2 separate regions of the Hordeum vulgare genome follow, and region 2 is linked to region 1. The links are chromatin contacts, called in public Hi-C maps. All regions are on one chromosome and are shown on one strand. The core of a region is the stretch at or near the end of the contact, and the rest is flanking DNA. Distances in the headings are between cores, read along the strand shown. Region 1 has its middle 15 kb from the start of LOC123399074. Region 2 has its middle 180 kb from the start of LOC123395880.

What was found. A called contact is a pair of places that touch in the nucleus more often than the background predicts.
Region 2: a contact with region 1 is called in a Hi-C map of leaf, with 4 times the contacts expected there. The contact joins two enhancer-like sites. A contact is called at or near these places in 2 of 6 Hi-C or Micro-C datasets (leaf and seedling).

The regions. Positions count from the first base shown.
Region 1 is chr5H:15,261,690-15,268,008 of MorexV3_pseudomolecules_assembly, forward strand. No RefSeq gene overlaps it. Among protein-coding and RNA genes, the nearest start is that of LOC123399074, 15 kb to the right of the region's middle. Within about 2 kb of position 4,687, at least 1 of the 3 cell types and tissues checked has open chromatin away from gene starts, as enhancers often do. A contact at or near this core is called in leaf, where this site is marked.
Region 2 is chr5H:15,964,871-15,970,482 of MorexV3_pseudomolecules_assembly, forward strand. No RefSeq gene overlaps it. Among protein-coding and RNA genes, the nearest start is that of LOC123395880, 180 kb to the left of the region's middle. Within about 2 kb of position 3,866, at least 3 of the 3 cell types and tissues checked have open chromatin away from gene starts, as enhancers often do. A contact at or near this core is called in leaf, where this site is marked.

The DNA.
Region 1 (6,319 bases), core at 3,437-5,936:
ATAAAACTCAACAGAAATAAAATAGTGAATATTATTTACATACTTGATATAGTTTCTCACATAAGCCTGCCCGCTCAGAGATCGAGAGGCGAATGAACTCGCATACGTAGTATACACATAATTCAGTCTCACCTTCCTGGTACAAACACTTTACGAGAATAGAGTTCAATCAAACTGATAAGCAAGCATGGTAATGATATATTGATGAAAATTTGAATCAATTAGAGATGCACGGAACTAGCTAGTACTAGTTACTTTGGGTGCGTAAATTGCAACTCTTTGTTTAGACCGGGAGTCTTTTTGGTGAACTTCTTCCAAACCCTGCCAGGCAAAGAAAATGATTACTTTATATCAGGACATTAACGAAAGTTGCATGCCGATTGTTGGGGAACGTCGCATGGGAAACAAAAAATTTCCTACGCGCACGAAGACCTATCATGGTGATGTCCATCTACGAGAGGGGATGAGTGATCTACGTACCCTTGTAGATCGTACAGCAGAAGCGTTAGTGAACGCGGTTGATGTAGTGGAACGTCCTCACGTCCCTCGATCCGCCCCGCGAACAATCCCGCGATCAGTCCCACGATCTAGTGCCGAACGGACGGCACCTCCGCGTTCAGCACACGTACAGCTCGACGATGATCTCGGCCTTCTTGATCCAGCAAGAGAGACGGAGAGGTAGAAGAGTTCTCCGGCAGCGTGACGGTGCTCCGGAGGTTGGTGATGACCTTGTCTCAGCAGGGCTCCGCCCGAGCTCCGCAGAAACGCGATCTAGAGGAAAAACTGTGGAGGTATGTGGTCGGGCTGCCGTGAAAAAGTCGTCTCAAATCAGCCCTAAAACCTCCGTATATATAGGTGGGAGGGAGGGGAGGAGGCAGCCTCAAAACCTAAAGGTTTGGCCGAACTTGGAGGTGGAGGAGTCCTACTCCAATCCTACTTGGAGTAGGATTCCACCTTCCCACTTGGAAAGTCTTTCCACCTTGTGTTTTTTCTTTCTCAAACCTTATGGGCCTTAGTGGGAACTTATTCCAGCCCACTAGGGGCTGGTTTATCTCTTCCCATAGCCCATGAGACCCCTTGGGGCGTGACACCCCTCCCGATGGTCCCCGGCACCCCTCCCGGCACTCCCGGTACACTACCGATGAGCCCGAAACTTTTCCGGTAATGCACGAAAACCTTCCGGTAACCAAATGAGGTCATCCTATATATCAATCTTCGTTTCCGGACCATTCCGGAAACCCTCGTGACGTCCGTGATCTCATCGAGGACTCCGAACAACATTCGGTAACCAACCATATAACTCAAATACGCATAAAACAACGTCGAACCTTAAGTGTGCAGACCCTGCGGGTTCGAGAACTATGTAGACATGACCCGAGAGACTCCTCGGTCAATATCCAATAGCGGGACCTGGATGCCCATATTGGATCCTACATATTCTACGAAGATCTTATCGTTTGAACCTCAGTGCCAAGGATTCATATAATCCCGTATGTCATTCCCTTTGTTCTTCGGTATGTTACTTGCCCGAGATTCGATCGTTAGTATCCGCATACCTATTTCAATCTCGTTTACCGGCAAGTCTCTTTACTCGTTCCATAATACAAGATCCCGCAACTTACATTAAGTTACATTGCTTGCAAGGCTTGTGTGTGATGTTGTATTACCGAGTGGGCCCCGAGATACCTCTCCGTCACACGGAGTGACAAATCCCAGTCTCGATCTATACTAACTCAACGAACACCTTCGGAGATACCTGTAGAGCATCTTTATAGTCACCCAGTTACGTTGCGACGTTTGATACACACAAAGCATTCCTCCGGTGTCCATGAGTTATATGATCTCATGGTCATAGGAACAAATACTTGACACGCAGAAAACAGTAGCAACAAAATGACACGATCAACATGCTACGTCTATTAGTTTGGGTCTAGTCCATCACATGATTCTCCTAATGATGTGATCCCGTTATCAAGTGACAACACTTGCCTATGGCCAGGAAACTTTGACCATCTTTGATCAACGAGCTAGTCAACTAGAGGCTTACTAGGGACAGTGTTTTGTCTATGTATCCACACAAGTATTGTGTTTCCAATCAATACAATTATAGCATGGATAATAAACGATTATCATGAACTAAGAAATATAATAATAACTAATTTATTATTGCCTCTAGGGCATATTTCCAACAGTCTCCCACTTGCACTAGAGTCAATAATCTAGTTCACATCATCATGTGATTCCAACGAATCCAACACCCATATAGTTATGGCGTCTGATCACGTCTTGCTCGTGAGAGAGGTTTTAGTCAACGGTTCTGAAACTTTCAGATCCGTGCATTCTTTACAAATATTTATGTCATCTTATAGATACACCATTGTCTGCCTTCCATTGCCACAATTTCAGTGTGGTACCGTGCTTTGTGTTGTCATCTTCGCAATTTGGGTACAACCCTTTTTTGTGTTCCTCTAACATGCGATCAAACTTCAACTTCTCCCTTTCACTTTCACATTCTCTATGTGCATCAAGAGTGACCCAATGAGGATCATCATCGGGCACATCGTCTGGTTCCTCTTGATCTTCAGCTACCCCCATTGCAGCATCACCGTATTCAGGGGGCGGGTAGTTGTCATCATCCTCTTCTTCTACGTTGTCTTCCATCATAACCCCTCTTTCTCCATGCTTGGTCCAAACATCATAGCGTGGCATAAAACCCTTCTGAAGTAGGTGGAAGTGAAGGGTTTTATAGTCGCCGAAAGCCTTCATATTTCCACGGACAGTACATGGACAATGCATAAAACCATTCTGCTTGTTTGCCTCAGCCGATTTGAGAAAATTATGCAGGCCCTTAATATACTCGGAGGTGCGTCGGTCACCGTACATCCATTATCGGTTTATCTGCATGCATTATATAATAAAGTGTATTAAAAACCATTACAACATATCATGAATATAAAAGCAACCAAATTAATAGAAATTCATCATCACATTAAAGCCAAAGTATAATAGTGACCAAACTAAATACATAACGTTCATACATAGTTCTCATTATTAAACAACATATAGCTCTCTAGAGCATCTAATTAGAACATACATTGCAACTATAAAATTTAAATGCAAACAAATGCGATCATAACCGCAACTAAGGTACCAATTGATCCAACGACGTAATGATATCAAACCTTAGTATGAATGACATATTTTCTAATCTTTCTAATCCTCAAGCGTATTGCATCCATCTTGATCTTGTGATCGTCGACGACATCGGCAACATCCAACTCCAATATCATCTTCTCCTCTTCAACTCTTTGTAATTTTTCTTTCAAGTAATTGTTTTCTTTTTCAACAAAATTGAACTTCTCGGCAAGAATTTCTATGTCGGTTGGAATTTTCGGTTCACATACCTTCTAGATTAAAAAATCTATGTCATGCTGGTCGACATAATTGTCATAAACACTAAATAAAACAAGCAGTTATAAAAGATAATATATACCACATCCGTATCATAGACAGGACGATGGCAGACGAAGGCAGATACGAAAACCATCGCACTATATAATAACAAACAATAGTAAAAGTAAGAAAATTACATAAGTATCTATCTAAATCATACAAGTAAGAACATTTTTCTTTTAGAAAAAAGATAAGAAGAAGAGACTAACCACGGTGTTGCCGGCGCCGAGATGGGCGCGGGCGATCGACGGTGGTGAGGACGGGGACGGGACAGGACGGACCGTCAAAGCTACAGAAAACTTGAGAAAAATGAAGCTTGAAAAAGGAGATTCAAGAGGAGAAAGCTTAAGTGTGGCTCAGACATTTCATCGAACACCTCATGTGCATAGGAGGTGAGCTAGAGCACCACAAAGCTCTCCCACAGACGGTCAAAAAATAGAGGAGTGCACTGCTCTGCTCGCGGGCAGGGGGTATATATAGGCCAAACATTTGTCCCGGTTTGTGGCTGGAACCGAGACTAAAGTTCAACATTGAGACCCCGTTTCAGCCACAAACTGGGACTACCAGGAGCGAGGCACATTGATCTCTGTTTATGTCTGAAACCAGGACCAAAGGCGTCATACGAACTGGGACCAATGACCCACGATGCCCGGCCGACACCCTGATCTCTCGAACCGGGACCGATGCTCCCATGGGTCCAGATTCGTGAAGGAACCAGAATTAATGGGATTTTTATCAAATGGATCAAAGCCATTTTTTCTACTAGTGCGCACCATTCCATCCTTAACCTTTTCACTCAGCTGCACACAATAATCTTATGTCGTAACTTCATTCACGTGGCTCTCGCTCGGGGTTACAAAAATGTAGATGCTAAGCTAGAGCGAAATCTACAGATTGACCTATGCCGCGTCACATGAAGGTAGGTAGTTAAATAAGAGTCGAATCACCGACAGATCGAACATGCAGCTACATGTAGCAGCTGCCAACGTGGTACTTAATCTCTCTCTCCTGGCCAGCCGCCCAGGTTACTTAATTAGATGCTAAGCAAGAGCGAAATCTTCAGATTGACCTATGTCGCGTCACATCAAGCTAGCTAATAGTTATAATAAAAATGGTCGAATCGCCGAAATATGGAACATGCAGCTGCAAATCGTGGTACACACACCACCTCTCTCTGTCTCTCTTGGCCACATGCTCAGGTGAGCGGCGAGTTAATTTGCATGATCTTTCAATACATGTGTACGGTTGTGGCCCCTTGGCCACCACAAGATGGCTCGCTATAGATGCTTCGTCGGTACTACGTTTCCTTGATCGATCAATGTGTGGACAGTGGTACACGTTAATTTTAGGCCAGGGAACAATAAACTAAGCCAAAGTATTACATGCATGATGCATGTACTCACACTCGTACGCCACAAAACTAAACTGAACCGACCACGTACCCGGCAGGAGAGATCGACAGGTGGTTTATGTTGCATGGCTGCATGCATATAATATTTTCGGTTTTGTTCACGGCCGCATGCATGAAGCGGAGAACCGGCCATTGCATTACATGCATATGTTCCACGTATATATACTTGGTGACCAAGACTATCGTACGTTGACGTAATCATCCATGTGTGTCGGACGATCAATTCGAGCGTATGAATACGAAAACAGCTAGCAAGCAAGCTGTTTCGGCTCAGAAGCTTACTGAATGCTTGGAGAAGGGCTGAACACGTACGCACCGTCTAATCTAAGGGAGACAAGGGTAGAGTTATCTAGTCTAATATACACATAACACATGAAACCCGAAGGCGCTGCTGGAACTACGTACTGTGCATGCATGTATGCATGCATGCAGCTCATTCCGGCTTTTGTTCTTATACCGACACGTGCGCAAAACGGCAAAAGTAAGAACTCACACTATGGAGTACGCCTATGTCCAGCTAGCTAGTAGCTATTTGACGACAAGGAACGGAGTTAATTGTTTCCAGATAGTTTGAATTTGCCGCCCTTCCCCAAACTCCTATGCAAAAGCGCCGCCGACGCCTACGTGTTTCACCGTCGACCTCGCATTCTCTCGCTCCTCCCTGTTGGAACAAGGTCAAAGATGGATCGAAAGATCTGGATGATACATGCATCTGAAATGCATATGCTGAACTGCATCAATGCATGGTGCAGGATGGCATCACTGCATACGCATGCATGAGCATCAAGAACTAGCTTAGCTGCCACTCTTCATCAGTGTTGTTTCTCTCTTGCATGCATATTTTGACTTTCTCTCCGTGTGTTGTATCTGTTTAATTGATGACTAATTTGTCTAGCTGTAAGATTGATAAGTTAGGTTCCAAAATGTGCGCAGCTGAGTTAACTGTGATGCTCATGCGGTGGCTGCTGATTATTTGCTCTTCTGATTCGGTCATAGGTTTGCTTTAGGTATATGATAGTCAGATAGTGCATGTGTAGTCGTCAGTTGTGCGCTGACCAATACATACAGTCAAGCCCTTTTCACCCATTTATTTTTTGCACGCGCGTGGTCAATGTCACCCACACTAAAATTGCAGGGCTGGTCGGTTTGGATTAAGGTGGCCTACCTATTAACTATAAGCATATGCGTGTTAGAAAAGGCATGGAATTCGTTAATCTGTAGACTAAGTAAGATTATCCTACTGGGTTGTATTGGGCACTACTTTTCGATTTTGTATGTTGTCATGCTTGCAGCGCTCGCTAGCTTTTAGAGCAAACTGGGCTGGGTGTACATAGTTTTATTTAATTGTTCATAAGGTGGTGGTGGTGGAAGCAAGACGAGTGGCAATTTACTCACTGTTGCTACCTCCTTTTGGATCGATGATGCTTCAAGATCAGGAAACATGCATTAGACATA
Region 2 (5,612 bases), core at 2,616-5,115, 700 kb after region 1:
TCTCTTGATGCATGCACGGGTGTTTCTCAAACCACCGAGAGATATTGGCAAAGGATCGAAGATCAATACTTCTGCATTATGAAAAGGTATCCTAATAGGACTGCACACACATTTCGGTCACTTCAAGGGCGTTGGGAGAATATCAAGCCTATGTGCAGCCGTTGAGCAGCTTGCTTGGAGCAAGTACGCAATGCACCTCCAAGTGGCACCGTGGAGTCCGACTATGTGAGTTTGTTTTTCCTTTGTTCAATTTGTGCATCATCATAATGTATCATGGGAAATGATTGCATCACTTTGTTCACATTTTTTAGGACAAGATTGCTCAACATAGATACAAGGACATGGAAGCTTCGGAAGGCAAATTCTTCAAATTAGAGCATTGTTGGGAGTTACGCCAAAAGTGCACAAGTGGAAGTTGATCGACAGAGAATCGCCACCAAAGAGAGGCTCACTTATAAACATGGATGAAGAGGAGGATGTTGATGGCCCAAGAAATTTGCACAAGCCCGATGGCGAGAAGAAGACTAAAGAGAAGATGAAGAGAGAGCAAGAAGCAGCGAGCTTGAGGGAGAAGATTGATGCCATGGTGCAATCAAACGAGTTGATGTTGTTTAAGTCGTTGGAGATCAAGAAAGAGTTGGCCGAGAAGAAGGCAAAAGAGAAGCAAGAGAAATGGCAAATGCTCAAGGAAGAGGGGCTCCGCAAAGCTGCCATTGAGGAGAGAAAAGCACGCGCCTCTGAAACCAAATCGATGTCATTGTTGCTCGCCGAGGAGAACAAGATCATGTCAATGAACCGCAATGACATAAACGACCTCACCAAAACATGGCATGATATGGCAAGGAGAGAGATCTTGAAGAGGAGAATGGTCGCCTCGACCAGTCCGTGTTCCAGTTCCGGTGATGTTTTCTCTGCTCCATATGGTGCCAATGTGGATGATTTCAGTGCGGGAGTTGGAACAAGCGACAGGGGTGGGTTCCATGGCGCCGATGAACTTCAATATGGACCCCATGGCACGGAGTGAAGATCGACCCCCAAGATGATGCCGGACATGGGCGCAAACCTTTGCATGCCCTCTTTTGCGTAATGAACTTCGCTTTTATTTGAGTGCAAACTGTTTATTTCGTTTGAATTTGAACTTGTTTGCCAAACCCTATGTCAAATGCGAGATTTGCAGTTTTTCTGTTTGCGGGTCGTCGTGGTGGAGCCCGAGCAGACCCCGCAAAGCCGACCTGTAAAAAAATATATTCCGCAAATATACTTGTTTACGGATCTGTTTGGGGGGTCTGCATCTATGTCAGCCCGCGTCGGCCCGTAAAAATGATTTTGCGCGACCTGTAAACGTGTTTTGCGGGTCGACGGGATGCGGGTCTGCTAGAGTTGCTCTTAGTTTGGTTGTTAGAAATCATAGACTGGTTTCTAGCTTGATTAGGCGGCGGGTCAAGATGCTCCGTGACCAATCTTCTAATATATATAATTGAAATTTGAGATTTTTGTTATGTGATTGAGTCGTCGTGTTATTAACTACTATCCCACCCCTTGTGCACACGTACAGACGTCTGGTAGTAGTTAGTTAATTGGACCCCTTCACTTTTGATCCCAATAAATCACTAGGTGCTGATAATATCAAATCCGATTAATCAGTGGTTAGGTGATGAAATATTAATTAGCTCACTAAATTAATATAAAGCAGATGGCTATAGACACCAAAATAATTTCACCTGTGCTCCAAATTAAGAAACTCCGGCTACAATACAACCGTAATTTTCCCCGTGGTAGTATGTTCTTATCGCTTTACTTGTCGATTAAATTGGTCGAACTACTAGCTCGTACTTGTTTTGGGGAGTGAGCCTACCTCAATTCATTGAGAGAATGGATGTATAAACTTAACATCTACTTAATATCTGGGTTCGAATTCTTACTGAGACAAATTTAGATTCCTACTTATTTTGAAGGACCAGACTTTTCTAATACTCATTTCTTTATCAAGGGTTAGACCAGGCTTGGATAGTCACTTTTTTATCGAGGACTAGGTTAGGCTTATGTGTAACCAAATAAAAATCCTAATAGTCATACTTAAAAGACCGTATGCATTCATATTTTGTGCAGAGAACGAGGAAGTGAAATTATCCATCCAATTTTATGAATAATTACACTTTGGGTTTGCGGCTCCCTCGCCCACAGCGGGAGGGAGCTCCGCCGCCGCCGCCGCCGCCTGATCTCCCGCCTCCGACCGCCTCCTTCGCAACAGAGACTAGATCCAAAACCATTTCCTCACCCTCTTCCCATCCATCCCGAAGTCCAACGCTCTCGGGCGACTCAGGGGTGACCCCTCTCCCACCGTCGGCATAGCCATCTCCTCTCCCTCCCTTCCTCGCCGCCGCATTAGGCTGGCGTCGGGCTAGCCCATGCCGCAGCCGTGGACCGTAGCGGCGGGGCCCTTGATACCCCGCCTTGAGCTGGAGAGCGATGAGATCTGGGGAGGCGGCCCTTTCGACGATGCTCCTCCGTGATGCGCTGAGCGACGGGGCTAGCGTGGTGCGAGTAGTCTGGTCAGACGACCGACGGATCGTCGATGGACCAGGGCCTGGCATGGCTGCTCTGGCGGCCGGCGGCGCCTGATCTGACCGTTGTCCTCCGGCCCTGATCGGTGTGCTTCCCTCCTGCGGGTTCCTCGCGGTGCCGGCGTGTCCTGTCGGGACCCGGGCCAATGGCCGCGGGTGAAGCCGGTGGAGGAGATCCAGATTGGGGGAAACCCCTTGGTCGGTCCCGGCCGGCCGCACATACGACGATGCTCAAGGGCGATTTTCTTCTTGGAGATGTTGGTCTTCCTCTGCTCCTCCACTTCCCCCCTACCTGCCTCTCGGGTGAAAACCTGAACTTCGGTGGGCGGTAGCAAAGTCTTTGACGTCATGACCTTCCTGAAGGAGTCACCTTGAGGGCTGAGTGATGGTGGGCACTGTGTGAATCCTTGACGGTTGCTGGTGGTGGGCACTGCTTCGGGGGAAACCCTAAGATCTGGCCTTTCAGATCGGACGTTGGCGGTACTGCGGTGTCGTTTCTCTATTGGGAGCATCTTTTATGGAGAAGCGCTCGATCACAGATGGAGGAGGTTGAACGGTTTCGTCTTGCACGAAGCTTTTGCGGAGCCGTCAAGTCATGCCTGGCCGACAGATGATACGCCGAGTCATGCCTGGTTGGCAGGTGTTACGCATGACATTTCTTCTAGAGTTCCGCCTCTGGACGAATGAGCGCATGGCATTGGCGCCGTGGTGGTGTCGACGAATGTCCGGACTAGCAAGGATGATGCGGATCTCTCTCCTGAAGATGAGTCAATGGTCCAATGATGATGGCTTCTAAAACATGTGCAATGGTGTGCGTTTTAGGTCTGCTGCATCAGTTGTTGGTCCCGATACGTTATGCGGATGGATTGGTGACGACACCGATTTTAAATATGAAAAGTGAAAGCATTCCACGTTATCGGGTTTATAGGTTTGAGTGGTGGTTTCACATGGATTGATGTATATTTTTGTTAAATCATTATGAAATAATTAATAAATATAGTTGATGCAGAGGCCGGGGGTTTAACCTCCTTTTCCAAAAAAAAATCCCGCACTTGTTTTGAACAACAAGCCCAAGTCTAGAGGTTGGGATATTTAGAGATCATAGCCATACTGCTACGATTATTATCTTTGTGACGATCCTATGAAATTACTTCACGTGTTAGTTCAATTGTGTTTAACATTCTTGCTTTGTTCTGCTATCAAACTCTCTTCGAAAAGCAACAAATGTACTGGTACGACTATCTTGGCCGAGAGGCCAATGACAGGGACACATCCATGCGTGTGTCGAGCAAACCACGCATGCATGCATGCATTTTGTTGTGATCGAGCTTGGGCGGGGACCCTGCGGCGGACGGCCGGCCTGCCGGCCGGTCCCGCGCGCCAACGAACGACGGACCGTCCGCCGTCTGTCCGTCCGGCCGATCAGACGTACGCCGGCGCCCGCGCGCGCACATGGAGTCACATGGACGCTATCTGCAACCACCTCAGCGTCGGCCGGTCGACCTCGACCATCGACCTCCATGTCCATCTCATGCATGGATGAAGATGGAAGATCGTGGCAACCTGCACATCTCACGCACATGTACGTGCATGACTACAAGTCCCCATTAATTATCGATCGACATCGACTGCCTGACTACTCAGCTGGTCTATTACACACGTACGACCCTCCTGCCGCCATCATTTGAGCGGCAAATCGCCGCGCGCTAATGATCTTCTAATCATATGATCACTTTTATAATCATATCATGGGCATCATGATTGCCCTCCAGAAGATTCCTCTGTGTAAAATGCACACCTGAATTATTGATCGTACATTCCAAACGCTAACCTTGCTATCCTGATATTTGCTTGTTTATATTCATTTATTAATAACAGTTTAAGTGTGCATCATTTGCAGCAGATCATGCATGTGGCAAGTGGCCCACGGAGCTACCTCAGTCTGGTCTGGTCCCTGCATATAGTTCAATCTCTCTCACGCGTACGTACATCGCAAATTGGGCATATTGGGCCTACCGAAATCAAGGTTTTTGGAATCTTTCTCCCTTCATCAGATGGAGTACCAACCTTTGGTCTCTGGTACCGGAAAAAACTACCAACTGCCACACAGAGTAGAGAGTACCTACCGGCTACCGGTCCGATCTCACCTGCAGCCTGCCGCTTCTTTAATTGCAGTATCATGCACTGACCGGTACCATCATTATGGAAACTGTTGCCTCTGATGTTTACATGTGAGACCATGAAGAGCATGTCAGAGGAACGCCACTGGTACTAATTATATAGCTAAAACCCATTGGCTGATTGGAGAAATACCAGATATATGTTGATGCCGTCGTTTTTCAATTGCCAAGTAGGATATACATAATGCATGGAAAGACAGGTACTCTCTCCGGCCGGAAATTACTTGTTGCATAAATAGATAAAAATAAATATATCTAGAACTAAAAATATCTAGATAAATCCATTCTTATGACAAGTATTTTCAAACGGAAATATATAATACTCCCTCTGTAAACTACTATAAAAGCATTTAGAATACTACTTTAGTAATCTAATTAAACACTCTTATATTAATTTACAGAGGGTGTAGTATGTATGCACACATGGATGAGCTAATACAGTGATACTGGACAAAATCAAAGTTGACTCATCACCAACCGAAGAAGGAGAAGGACAAGAACATGCACACATGCGTACACTTGCATATCTGTGGTACTATACACAGTAGATAAACCTCACAACTTGCAAGAAATTAATACATGGAGTCACTAGCTACCATTGCAAGTTGCAAGATTTTTCCTTTCCTAATACCCTCAGGTCCGATTAAGAAAATGATTTTGGTGGATATACACTGCAAGCTAGTCTGCATCCACCGGCCCACACGTACGCTGAACAGTTCTACCAGATCGACCGAAGCCAGCCCATGAGGTGCGGGTCCAAGCCATATGATGATGCATGTCGTTCCTCCCTAGATATTTCTTATGGTGATGCATGCGTGCATGCAATTTCTATATACCTCCATCAACGAAAGAGTTTTTACTTGTACAT